Regions from separate parts of the Mus musculus genome. Here regions 2 and 3 are each linked to region 1. A link is a contact called in public Micro-C and promoter capture Hi-C data. All regions are on one chromosome and are shown on one strand. The core of a region is the stretch at or near the end of the contact, and the rest is flanking DNA. Distances in the headings are between cores, read along the strand shown. Region 1 overlaps Gm35833 (a long non-coding RNA gene). Region 2 holds the start of Tmem39a (transmembrane protein 39a). Region 3 holds the start of Nr1i2 (nuclear receptor subfamily 1, group I, member 2).

What was found. Promoter capture Hi-C pulls out the DNA fragments that hold promoters and counts their contacts. Hi-C and Micro-C count contacts between places; a contact is called where the count stands out from the background.
Region 2: a Micro-C map of embryonic stem cells shows a contact between it and region 1, with 6 times the contacts expected there. The contact joins the promoter of Tmem39a here to the enhancer-like site in region 1. A contact is called at or near these places in 2 of 39 promoter capture datasets (the HPC-7 cell line and cranial neural crest), 1 of 484 Hi-C or Micro-C datasets (embryonic stem cells) and 1 of 9 other capture datasets (adipose tissue).
Region 3: a contact with region 1 is called in a promoter capture Hi-C map of embryonic stem cells, with 4 times the contacts expected there. The contact joins the promoter of Nr1i2 here to the enhancer-like site in region 1. A contact is called at or near these places in 7 of 39 promoter capture datasets (3T3-L1-derived adipocytes, the C10 cell line, the HPC-7 cell line and 3 more), 1 of 15 datasets of contacts at CTCF or cohesin (pro-B cells), 1 of 484 Hi-C or Micro-C datasets (the N1E-115 cell line), 1 of 115 datasets of contacts at active chromatin or transcription factors (stem cell-derived neural progenitor cells) and 1 of 9 other capture datasets (embryonic stem cells).

Annotation. Positions count from the first base shown.
Region 1 is chr16:37,682,995-37,687,119 of GRCm38.p6, reverse strand. It overlaps Gm35833 (a long non-coding RNA gene), which reads right to left. Exons shown (of 3, transcript XR_876061.1): 2 at 3,613-3,812; 3 at 1,822-2,737. Among named protein-coding and RNA genes, the nearest start is that of Gm35833, 4.3 kb to the right of the region's middle. Within about 2 kb of position 2,254, at least 216 of the 459 cell types and tissues checked have an H3K27ac peak or open chromatin away from gene starts, as enhancers often do. A contact at or near this core is called in 3T3-L1-derived adipocytes, the HPC-7 cell line, the N1E-115 cell line and 4 more, where this site is marked.
Region 2 is chr16:38,560,959-38,565,083 of GRCm38.p6, reverse strand. It overlaps Tmem39a (transmembrane protein 39a), which reads right to left and starts at 2,270. Exons shown (of 9, transcript NM_026407.3): 1 at 1,954-2,270; 2 at 783-969. The coding sequence starts at 895.
Region 3 is chr16:38,292,420-38,296,544 of GRCm38.p6, reverse strand. It overlaps Nr1i2 (nuclear receptor subfamily 1, group I, member 2), which reads left to right and starts at 1,721. Exons shown (of 9, transcript NM_010936.3): 1 at 1,721-2,027.

The sequences.
Region 1 (4,125 bases), core at 1,005-3,504:
CCCCCACCCCCCGACAGTTTTGCTTATGTCTTCTGGTTTTTACTGATTAGAGGTGGGAAATGGTAGCCCTTCAAGGTTTCCACTTGGAAGTCGCTGATAAAGATTTAGCCATAATGAGCCCCCTTGCCCGACCTATACTTGCCCAGACCCCATAATTTTAGAAACATATCTTATCCACTCGCCTGCTTGATTACATCTTTCCCCAGCTGCTCCACTACTTGACCACAGTGCTCCTGTCTCCACGGAGCCCCTTCCCCATCTCTTTTCTTAGAGACCCGCCTCTCTTCCCTACCTAAGGAGCATTTCCGTCTTTGAATTTGAAACAGCATTTGAAACAGCTGTACAAGGACACAATGTTTAATTTAGGAGCTGAGTCTGTAGGAAGGGGTTCTTTGTTAGTTTCCAGAGTGATGCAAAGCTTAATTTAGAATGCAATGTAACTTTCATTGTTGTTCTTCTGGAAGTCAGAGCGATTATGGATTGTGCTGCAGAGGCAGCCTGCCTGATGATGCTCCTATTTGGCAGTACTGGGGGGAGGGAGGAGTTGTGGCAGTTTCATCTTTTATTCTCCTTCAGAGATACTGGAGAGGTGTGCAATGGGAGCATTTATATTCAGGGCAGACCTGTCTCATTCAGTCTTTGTAGCCGGCCAAGGCCCTGCAAAGGGTGCTGTTAATGCTGGATTGAGTCACATTGACTGTTTGCCCTCTACCTCCTACCTGGATCTTACACGTAGCCCTATTAGCATCTGGAACTAGGAAATGAGAGAGAGCAGCCGCCTAGTACTAGCAAGGCAAGGACTTAGACAAGACCTCAGCTTCCTTCCGTTCTTGGCTCCTGGAGAAAGCTAGCATGGCTAACTCGAAGGGTATCATGCCCTATCCAATCTAATTAGTTTCTTCCTCTCAGGGACTCATGTGACTATTAGTGGAATGGGAGGTGGGGCCATGGGATTAGGAGGGCCATCAATTAGGAGAGCCATCAATTAGGAGGCTACAATAGTCACACCACCACAGCATCAGATTTGAGAGAGAGCATGCCTCCTCAGTGCCTCTTTGAGCTTCAGGCCAAGCAGCTTCTGCTAGTTGACTGGCATACAATCTTCCGGCATTTTACAAACATGCTTAGCCATGTTTTCTAGATTCCCTAGGGTCTAAAAGCCCAGGAAGAGAATGTAATCTCTATTTTCTTCAAAGATACACACACACACACACACACACACACACACACACACACACAAGTAATTGCAAGTTTGAAGAGAAATACAAGGTTCCCCAAGAGAAATGTTCTGTAAATAAAGGTAGGTACTTGGCCTGGGGTGTGGTACATGCCTTTAATCCTAGCACTTAGGAGAAGGCAGAAAAATCAGAAATGCAAGGATAGCCTTGGATACACAGTGAGTTCAAGCCAACCTGGGCTATATGAGGCCTTATCTCAAAACAAATGAAAAGGAAAAAGTTCTGGCCCCCCCACACCCAGAGAACCTGAACCTCACAGATCAAGGGAGAGTTAGGCAGAGAGCAAAACTGCTTTTCCACTTCTTATCTGGATCACAGCAGTCCCTAACTCTAAAAATTCCATTGTGCTCTGGAACTGTTCAGGAGACTGTTGTTCAAAAATCAGAAACCCCACAACTGGAGTTATCCGCTTTAAGCTGACAGTGCCTTCTCTAAAATACCCAGGAGACCCAGTCCTGGAAGTTAAGAGACAGACCGAAGTCACTGTGGGGTAGCAAAGGGCCGCTTATGCAAAGACAAGGACTTGAAAGATGCGACCTCACGGCCACGTGGTGGCGGACTTCGCCATTTTTGCTTACCAGCGTGTTTTAGATTTTATTCAAAGTGCGGGGCTTTGATGTATTTGTCTGGGGGTGGGCTCACCCCCTTGCATTTTTCGTAGGTTTTACTAGTGACTCGAGGATAGTGAAGAGAAACAAGAAAGAAACTTAGACACAAGAAAGTCAGGAAGACAAAAGAAAGGCACGGAGCCCACAAGAGCCTGGGAAACCGATGAGAGACTTAGGAGGAGGGGGCGGGGGATTTGAGTCTACAGACTCCGGAAAACCTATTAAGGCGTCCTGGGAGAAGGTCGCTGGGTCCTTCAGGGTGGGAATCAGGCTGTCCGGGTTGAAGCCTCTCGGGATTAAGAGCTGAAGAGAAACCACAAAGGTTCATTGTTTTATTTGTGCCTTGACTTGGCTCCTGACCATCGGATCGCTGGAGTTCTGATAAACGTCCTGAGCTCCCCCTACTGGCTGCCCTGAAGAACGTTACCATCTGGATCCCAAGAGAAATAGGATTACGTAACCCCAGCTTTGACCACTTAAGACTTTTATTTTCTTTCCCAAGGTCTTGGCTTTTCCAAATCCTGCTGCCTAATGCCAGAGCTTAAATGCCCTGACTGATTGCCAAGGTCCCAAGGCCCAGAGGAGGCAGTTATGAAGGGGCCATGCTAATGGGAGGGCATGCAGGAGGGTAGCCGAACAGACTTTTTTTTTTTTTTTTTAATATGTGTCACGCAAATAAAAGTGCTGCAAAAATTCCTAAAAAGGGGGACTTTTTCTGAACTTTCATCTTCTTGCCTCAAATGTGACGCTGGCATTAAACAAGGCCTCTTTGCTTAGGGGGCGGGCCTGCCGGGTCTAGATAGGAAGCCATCCAAAATAAGCCATCCAACTCCATAGCAGCGAAGACGCACCCGGCTCTCCTTTCCTTCCCTCTCCCCTCGGTCTTAAGCTCTGCAAAAGACAGGAAGAACTGAGAACAGCAAGAGCAGAATGTTCTCTGAAAGACAGAAGAAAAAATCTCTCTCTCTCTCTCTCTCTCTCTCTCTCTCTCTCTCTCTCTCTCTCTCCCTCTCCCTCTCCCCCCTCTCTCTCTCTCTGTGTGTGTGTGTGTGTGTCTGTCTGTCTCTCCTCCCTCCTTTCCTCCCTTCCTTCTTCCCTCTCCTCATTATCTCTTCCTTTCTCTCCCCTCCCCCTCTTTGTCTCTGTCTCCCCCTCCTTCCCGGCCTCTCCCCCTCTTCTCTCGTCTCCTCTCCTTAAGGTTGATATTAAACAAGGTAGAAGCCCTGTCCTTCCTAAAGGACACAAAGGCTAGCCTTCTGTATGAGAAATGCCAAGTCCAGAGGCAGCGGTTGAGGGAGAGACAAAGAAGGACCTCCAGCGTTGAAGCAACAGGAACAGAATATAGGAGCTAGCAGCTGTTGACTGGAGCAGCCACACCCGTGGGGAGTGGTCCTGGGTTAGCAAGGGAGACCCCTGGGCAATAGGCAGAGGGTATGAGCATCACGTGAAGGAGGGGCAGATTTTCAGATGTGTGACTAGGATGCTTGTTCCCCCCGAATGGACCGTCTTATGCCCCCTCCCCTTCTCTTCAAAACCTCCTCTTCACAAATTAGCAATTTACCGGGAGAGGCACAGTGGCAGAGGCCAGCCTGGTCTGCAAAGTGAGAACCAGTCTCAAAACAAAACAAGCAACTTTCCTTTCATAAAAGAGCTATGCCTCTTTCAGGGTCCCTAAATGTCCCTAAAACATTGTTCAGGGTGGTAGCATGAGGTTATTTTCAAAGGCTCTGGGCAAACATCCAAAGGATTCCTTTTCTTTTGTTAACCTGAAGGCAAACCACCATTGGTTCACAGCCTTGCAGGGAGCAGTGCAGCTCTCCGGAAATGGCCACTTGCTCTTTCGTTCCCTCAGGACGAGGTAGCCGCCTTTCCTTTGTCCTTCTGCCAACCTCCACGTTTTCCTCTCACCATCCAGCTGGTTGACACTGGCTCCTCTTCTTTCCAGGGCTGACTTTGTGCTCTGGGTCTGCTTGCAGGGTGTTGATGTAGGAGGAGAAAAAAAAGAAAAGTGTTGTCATGTGTTCGTGGGATCCCAACACATCTGACACTCTGCAGGGATCTGGCTAAGCTAAGCGCATATTCCACAGAAGTCAAGGGGACCCTTTATTCTATCTGCAAGACACCTTTGCAAAATTCCTGGCAAATTGACAGCCTCCAAATTATACCTCCCGTTTTGAATAGCCCTTGCTTATTGTCACCGTAGAAGAGGATTTGGGGGACTTGTGAGTCCATGGGAGCAGAATGGCCTTGACAGACACTGCAAAATACAAATAATATTT
Region 2 (4,125 bases), core at 1,021-3,520, 880 kb before region 1:
GTTCGAGGCTAGCCAGGTCTATAGAGTGAGTTCCAGGACAACCAGGGCTACACAGAGAACCCCTGTCTCGAAAAACAAAACAATGTTGGGGGCTAAAGAAGAGGAAAAGGCTTATGAGCCCCCACCTCTAACTGAGGAGCTATGAACAGTTCATGGCCCCCTGGGGTGGATAGGTCCGTTTTCTTTAAGGGTGTGGCTCCTGGTAGGTCAACCCCATTTTAGTAGATGGCCCCACAACCAGAAGCAAAAGAACGGGACAAAGTGAACCCAATGGGTCATTTTTTAAGGGAGTTGGAGGATAGAGATGGTCCCATGGTTGAGAGCATTATCTGCTCTTGCAGGGGACCAAGGTTTGGTTCCCAAAATGTACATGGTGGCTCAGAACCATCTAAACCCCCAATAACCTCTTTTGGCATCTAGAGGCATCAGGCATGCAAGTGGTACACAGACATACATGCAGGCAAAACATCGGTACACATAAAAAAATAAATAAAACTAAAAAAAAAAAATTTATGTTAAAAAAAAGAAAAGGAAAGGAAAAGGAAGGAAAAGAAAAGAGAAATGGACACTTCTACTTTGTGGTCCCTGCGTAACATCATTCTACCTGCAAAGAACTCTGAAAAGTGAAACACTAAGTTTTCAGTCTTCAAAGGCAGAATTCCTACTTCAGTGATAAGTTTGATAAGCAAACATTTGAATAGAATTATTTTGTATTAGTCTCACTGATAACAGGCTATTACAAATCATGCCAAGTGTTAAGCATAGAATTATATGTTCTTTACCTGTTCCTCAAGCCCGTCCCATTGCCACAGCCGCCGCCGACCAACGTCTGTATGGAAGGTAAAGCTGACCGGCTTAGCTGCTGCCGACTGGGACCCCGCCTTCTACTGGGCATGTCCAGGAACCAGGTAATTTCCAGTGCCACCTGAAGTTGCCACCCAGGCTGATGACTGTCAACTTATTTCAAATCTGAATAATATTAAAAAAGAAAGAAAGATTGTAACTTTTTCTAGAAGTCAGTATAACAAGCAAATGTTAAAACTCAGTGAGCAGATCTTATAAAATCCAGATTGAATTTTCAAATAAATGTTCCTGTCCCTATATACTGCTTGGATCTGGGGTAAGGTCAGAGGTTTAAATTCTGAGCTCAGCTGTATTCAGCATTAAGGCAACTCCCGGCTGGTGTCTTGTCTTGCTGACTTTTTCTTAAATAAAACAAGACTACAATCTACAAGGTGGCATTCTACAAGAAACACCACAACTTACTCGATTCTAATTTGCAATTTCACATTAAAATCACTTGAAATACAGGAAATATCTCTGTCCAAAATATGAGGTTGTTATCAAGGAATCTGACTAAGATTTGCCGCAGGTTTCTGACCTTGACCAAGTCATTTAACCAGAGTTTGTTTCTTCATTTCACTCAAATGGTTGCCCGTTTCAGAAAAGCTTCTGTAAAACCGCTAAGAAATTAAATGAACGTGCAAAATTAAAGGGCTAAAGAGATCTTCAGGGGGGAGGTGGGCGGACGACGACATTATGTTTTCCTCAATTTCGGCAAACATGGTTCTGCCAACATATACCACGTATTTCCTAAATACGACTAAAAATACTCTGAAAAAAAAAATTTTTTTTTTTGCTTAACATTACTACTGTAGAGGGATCCGAGGTTCCCTAGTCCACTGTAGGCTAACAAACGCCAGGTGGGACAAAGACTCCAAACTGTTAAAGGCAAAGAAAGCTGATCCCTGCTCAATTAAAGAGAAAGTACGGTGAGGGCAAAAGGCTGGGGCGCATCAGCGTAAGATTGTTCGAGGTGGAAGGCGAGAAACCACAAACTTGACTGGACTAAACCTCCAAGACGGAATCACCTAGTGGTCTCAGGCCGGCGGCCGAAAGAGCCGAAGCACGCCAGGGCCGGCGAGATGACAAAGCAGGTTAAGTAAAACTCACGCATGGGACAGGCTGGCCACGGAGAGGGATCCCTGGGAGGAGGCGGCGGCTTCACAGCCGCGACCCCGGGCACCCAAACTCACTCCCTCCTCTAAAGCGCTCCAAAAACAGCTGCCGGGACGCAGGCAGGATCCCACTGGACAGTCGAAGAAAGCTCTCGGGTCGCTAGGTTACCAGACCCAGACCGGGAGTCCGTGCCAGAGCCAGAGCTAAAGTCAGAAGCACAGTCCGACCCCATCACCAAGACTCATCATCCTCAGCCTCCATCGCCCGGGAGCTGAGGAGACGTGGCAGCGCACAGCGATGACGTCAGCTCTGCGTCGCGCTGGCCCCCGGAAACAGGCTTGCGGCCAGCAGAGCTGGCTCGCCCTCCTCCCGGCGCACCTGCGCAGTGGGACTCTCCGGCGCCCGGGCTTTCCGGCCCATACGTGCCCGGCGGAGTTTTTCTGTTTGTTGGTTAGTTTGGTTTTTGGTTGTTTTTTTCCCCAAATTTTCCCTGGCTCCAGTCAGCTAGTGTCTAGAGAAATGCTTGGAGAAGAGAAGGGAAATTCGGAGATGCCACCTAAGATCACGTCTTTCATATGCAAACGACTGTGACAAGCACGTCGGACGCCTGCCCCTTGCAGGGACTGAATATTAAATAATGAACTAGGTAGATAATAGAAATAAAGAATGAGTTCTAGAAAAGTTAAGTCTAATAAATAAGAGAACGCAGCAACAAGCTTCAGTAATGCTGTTAAGAACAATAAATTCACAGTTAGAAGTATATCTGAGCAGAGCAGTGGTGGCGCACGCCTTTAATCCCAGCACTTGGGAGGCAGAGGCAGGTGGATTTCTGAGTTCGAGGCCAGCATGGTCTACAGAGTGAGTTCCAGGACAGCCAGGGCTACACAGAGAAACCTTGTGTCAAAAAAAAAAAAAAAAACGAAACAAAACTACATCTGAGGTCCAGGGATGGCACTAGTGCCAATACTGTAAAGGGTCTGAAGCTCCAAAGATGAGTAAGCTGTTTTCCGAGGACAGTACGTGGTAAATAAAAAGATATGGAGTCTCAATTGTACAGCTTACTTTACCATGCTGAGTTCAATCCCTAGCCTTCACCCTACCCCCCCCCCCAAAAAAAAGATAGGCAGCCCAATGTTGCCCAGAACTGTCAGTAGTTTGATATCAAAATGAAGCAAGCCTGATAGGGCTGGAGAGTTGGCTCAGCAGTTAAAGAGCACTGAATGGTCCTGAGTTCAATTCCCAGAAATCACATGGTGGCTCACAACCATCTGTAATGGGACTTGATGCCCTCATCTGGTGTGTCTGAAGACAGCTACAGTGCACTCACATATATAAAATAAATAAATCTTTAAAGTAGAAAAAGGTAAAATAAAGAAGAATAAGCCTGGTGTGCCGGTGGAGGCCAGGGGGATGCAAATTATAACTACATTGAGATGCCATCTCACCTCAGTCAGATTTGCTATCATCAAGAAAAAAGATAAATAGATATAAATAAATCAAAATGTTGGCTAGGATGGAGAGGAGAAGGATCCTTACTCACAGTTGGTGTCAGTATAGAAAGGTGTAACCACTGTGGCCTTCATGATGGAGGTGTTTGAAAATGAAAACAAACAAAAATCACAATGACAGGACCTGGCTGTACCAGTCCTGACCATATGCACCCAAAGATAGTTGCACATCCATGTTTACTACCGTTTCATTCACAACAGCAAGGAAATTGAGTCAGTCTACATGTGCATCTTCAGATGGGTGGATCATTAAAAAACCCACGATGGTTTTTACTAAGCTTTAAAGAAAAATGATGATAGAACTGGAAAATATTATATCAAGTAAGGCAACAAGTTTGAAAAGAGAAATGCCACGTGTTCCCTCACATATGCATATTGTTTATGTGTGGGGGGTGGGGTGGGGGGGCATGTGAATGCCAGGCCAAGAGTGTGGAGGTCATAGGACAACCTTGGGTACTTTCCACCTAGTCTGAGACAGTTCTCCTTGTTATTGGTTGTTTCGTATGACAGGCTATGTGGCCTTTGAGCTTCTGGGGAGTCTCCTGCCTCTGCCTCCCATCCTCCCACAGGCCTGCTAGAATCAGATGTCTACTACCACATCCAACTTGGCATAGCTCCTGGAGGACTCCTGGCCTCACGTTTGCATCACAAGCACTTT
Region 3 (4,125 bases), core at 472-2,971, 610 kb before region 1:
ATTCTGCCTCAAGTTCTTGCCTTGCTGGAGTTCTGATTTGATTTCCCTCAATGATGGATGGTGTCCTGGAAGAGCAAGTTAAATAAACCTTCCCTCCCCTAAGTTGCTTTTTTTTTTTTTTTTTTTTTTTTTTTTTGGTTTTTCGGGACAGGGTTTCTCTGTGTAGCTCTGGCTGTCCTGGAACTCATTTGTAGACCAGGCTGGCCTCGAACTCAGAAATCCGCCTGCCTCTGCCTCCCGAGTGCTAGGATTAAAGGCGTGTGCCACCACACCCGGCCCCTAAGTTGCTTTTGATCATGGTATTTATCACAGGAACAGAAAGAAAAGTAGGGCATATGTCCCCCCCAAACAACCACCACAACAGAACAAAAATAAAAACCAAAGAGGAGATCACCCCTCTGAGTCTACCCCATGGCACCTCTGTGCCCTGGAGGTCCTTGGACCACCCTGCTCCCTTCCTTTGGCTTCACCTGAACTTGCACCATTAGTGTGTCATGAATTTAGTTGGCTATCTGAGTTTTCCTTTTTCTTTTCTTTTTTTTTTTTAATTTATGGTTTTGTTTATGTTTTTATAAAATTGACCAAGGACGCTGACTGCCTAGGCTTGCCTCTGGTGGATGGTTCAGGAGCTCCTAGTGCTGGTTGCAGGGGAAGAAAGTTTGAGCAGAGGTCAGGACTCCAGTTTCTCCTCCTTTCCAGCCATGCGTGGGAGTGACTCAGGTCCTCTCTGGGCCTCCAGTCTGGGGTTCTTAGTAACTACCACAAACTGGGTGTTTAAACTGGCTTCCAAATAAAGCCCTACCCAGATAAATGTTGATGCCTGGCAGCCCTGCAGTCTTCTTATGCCACCTAGAGCTCAGGACAGCATCTGCAGAGGAAGAGAGACCAGACAATCCCTCAGGAACCGAAGAGCATTTCTCTCCTTTGGGAAGTTCCTCATTTGTCCTGGATTCCCTGTTTCTGCTGTAAATAACTTGCCATTTTTATAGGAGAGGTGAATAGAGACCTTTGTATGCCAGAAGAGCCCCGAGAGATGATAAAAGCTGTAATAATTTACCCGTGACCCCAGGACTTCTGGTGAGGTGCCCTGCCCATTCTGGAATCCTGCCCATTCATCTCAGTACAGAAAAAAAAAAGACCTGCTTCCACTCGTGGAAATAAGTGTCCCTTGTCAGGCTTCCCAGATATGCAAGCCCCCAGGGCCAAGGACACCCCGATGATGTCCTGCTACCCCAGAGCCCACTAGACAGGAAGCTTCTAGAAGGGTCCGAGAGAAGAGAAAACTCTCAGACAGTTCCTGGTAGTCCCAGCCAGCTTTCTGTCCTGTGGTTGGAACTGCAAGGTCATACCTGTCTCGAAGCTATTTCCTCCCTCTCTCTCATATCAACAAGCCAGTGTCATGTGTGTGGCCTTTTCCTTACTTTCACGTAAACTGCTTCTGTCCAGGAAATTAACTTAGGGAAAAAAAGTGTTAGGAGCTATAGATTCAAAGGCACTTTACCTCTAGAGGCAAAATCACCCTCAGAGAGGCAAACATTGGCCCAGAATTACTTAGAGCAAACACTTAAAACACACTTCCCCTCCCTTACATGTTTTACAGTGAAGACAACTATGAAAAAAATAGGAAGGGGATATAACAAGAGTAAATACGGTAATCTGGTCATTGCTAGCTCGGGTGCTGGACTTGGGACTTGGGAGTGCCAACTGGGGCCCCTTACTACATTGGACCTGGGGTGTACTGTGGGCAAGAACAAGTATGGTTCCTATGCCTGTGGACAACATAGCCTAAGGTTAGCTGAGGGTGAGAATCGGGGATAGATACTGCTCTTTTGTCTACTTGGATGGTCAGCCTCTCCCTAGGGGCCTGACCTTGGCTCATAGGAAACACTGAGGACTTAAGCTGAGATCTCCATGTGCAGCCAGGTAGCCACGGCAGGTGTGCTGAGCTCTGGGCAGAACCATCGTTCCTGATTCTTCAAGGTGGACCCCAAGGGGGAAATCCAACAAAAGCAGTGGCCCCCAGACAGGTATGATCTTTCCTTCTTTCTCTTTCTAAGAGTCAGATGCCCTCTGCCTCTGAACAGAAGGCTGAGGGGGATACAAATGAGGTCGGAGGTCAGCAATGTGAAGGAGTATGGAGGACAATGACACCTTTTTCTCTCCTCTTCTCCTTCCTGGGTCAAACAAAGCATGAAGACAGTTGTGGAGCCAAGGTGCTCTGCTACCTGGCCTACACTTGTGTTGCCAGGAAGCATCACAACAGAAGCCTTGTGTATGTGACATCGGGCATTAGATAGGCAGCCGAGCCCCTTCTGTGACAGGGTTGGAGTCCCTGACCTAGGAAACACCGCTGCTGAAGACCATGAGAATCAGGAACTATTAGCACTGGCTCCCAGAGCTTGTCAGGTTAGTGCTGGCAGCCCCCGGGGACATAGACAGCGGCAGGATGGTCACGAGGCCTCACATTCTCATTAGCGGTGTCTCAGTACACACTATATCCGTGTACAGTGGTCGGCTTTAGACTCTGTTTGTCAGAGTCATTCCCGTTATGTTCAGTACCCTAGGTCCCATCTCTGCTCCATACAACAGCCCGAGGCGCAGGCTAGAGACATGGCTTTAAGGCTCCTCCACATCCAGGAGCTACCTTAGGAGATGCCTTCAAGGCCACCAAACCTTCCCTCTGTGCTTCAGGTGTGGCATTGTCCCTTGCACGTGCATGACTGTTTTTCATTGCTGCCGGGAAGGCAAAGGACCACCACACAGATGAAAAGTGGCTGAATTATCTACACTGAGAGGAATCCTTGGTCTCTAATGACTTGGCCAGAGTCTAAAGTATTCCAAGTAAGGCCTCTGAAGCCTGGCTTACCCTGTTCATTAATAGACTTTTTTGAATACACAAAAATACTTGCTTAAAAATGCTTTATTTATATAATAAATGTAATCTAAACTGGGATCACCAAGTTATAGCTCATGGGCCAAATCTGGCCCATCAGCTATTTTTTTTTTTAATCAATAAAGTCGTACTAAAACACAAAGTCGTGAGGCTGGTTTTGCCCCATAACAGCGGAAGCAAATGGTTCTACATAGAAGATGTCGCCGACTCGTCTACAGGCAATCTGCCTGATGCTAAATGACTGGGAAATAAACACAGTCGACCACTGCAAAGCCAATTAGACTGGTTTTGTAGGTGGCCACTGTTTAAACTGTCAAGCGACTCATGACTGATTGCATGCTCAGTAAAATGCAGTGTAAATACAGCTAACTGCTTCTCCTAGTCCCTGTCTCCCACCAAAGCAACTGGCATGGTGTGTGTATACCAGACCACAGTCTTTGCATCTATGTCTGTGTTCACGTACAAACCAACCCAACTGCCATGTGATTTTTCCACCGTGCAGGACTTAGAGATCTTCCCCATCCACATAGAACCTTGCCCTGTTTAACTGCTTTAGGATTTAAGTGTTTATTTTTAAAGTTTTTGTTACAAGCATCTATTCAGTGTGTATGTATGTGCGAGCATACCTGCCATGGCATGCGTGTGGGAGGTCGGAGGATAAATGGCAGAAGTCCATCCTCTCCTTCCACCATGTGGGTTCCAGGGAAGGAGCTTAGGTCTTCACGCTTGATGACTTCCCTGTACATGTTCACTACTTCTGCTTCTTACAACCTTTGTTTCTTTCTTCTTTTTAAAATTGGATATTTTCTTTATTTACATTTCAAATATTATCCCCTTTCCCGGTTTCCCTCCCTCCTGGAAACACCCTATCCCATTCTCCCTCCCCCTGCTTCTATGAGGGTGTTCCTCCACCTCCCCACCCACCCACTCCCACCTCCCCACCCACCCACTCCCACCTCCCCACCCTCGATTCCCCTACACTAGGGCATCTATCGAGCCTTCATAGGACCAAGGACCTCTCCTCTCACTGATGCCTGACAAGGCCGTCCTCTGTTATATATGCAGCTGGGGCCTTTGTTGTTAGCTTAGTCCCTGGGAGCCCTGGGAATTCTGGTTTTTGATATTGCTGTTCATCTTATGGTGTTGCAAACCCCTTCAACTCCTTCAGTCCTTTCTCTAACTCCTCTATTGGGGACCCTGCACTCAGTCCAGTGGTTGGCTGTGAACATCCA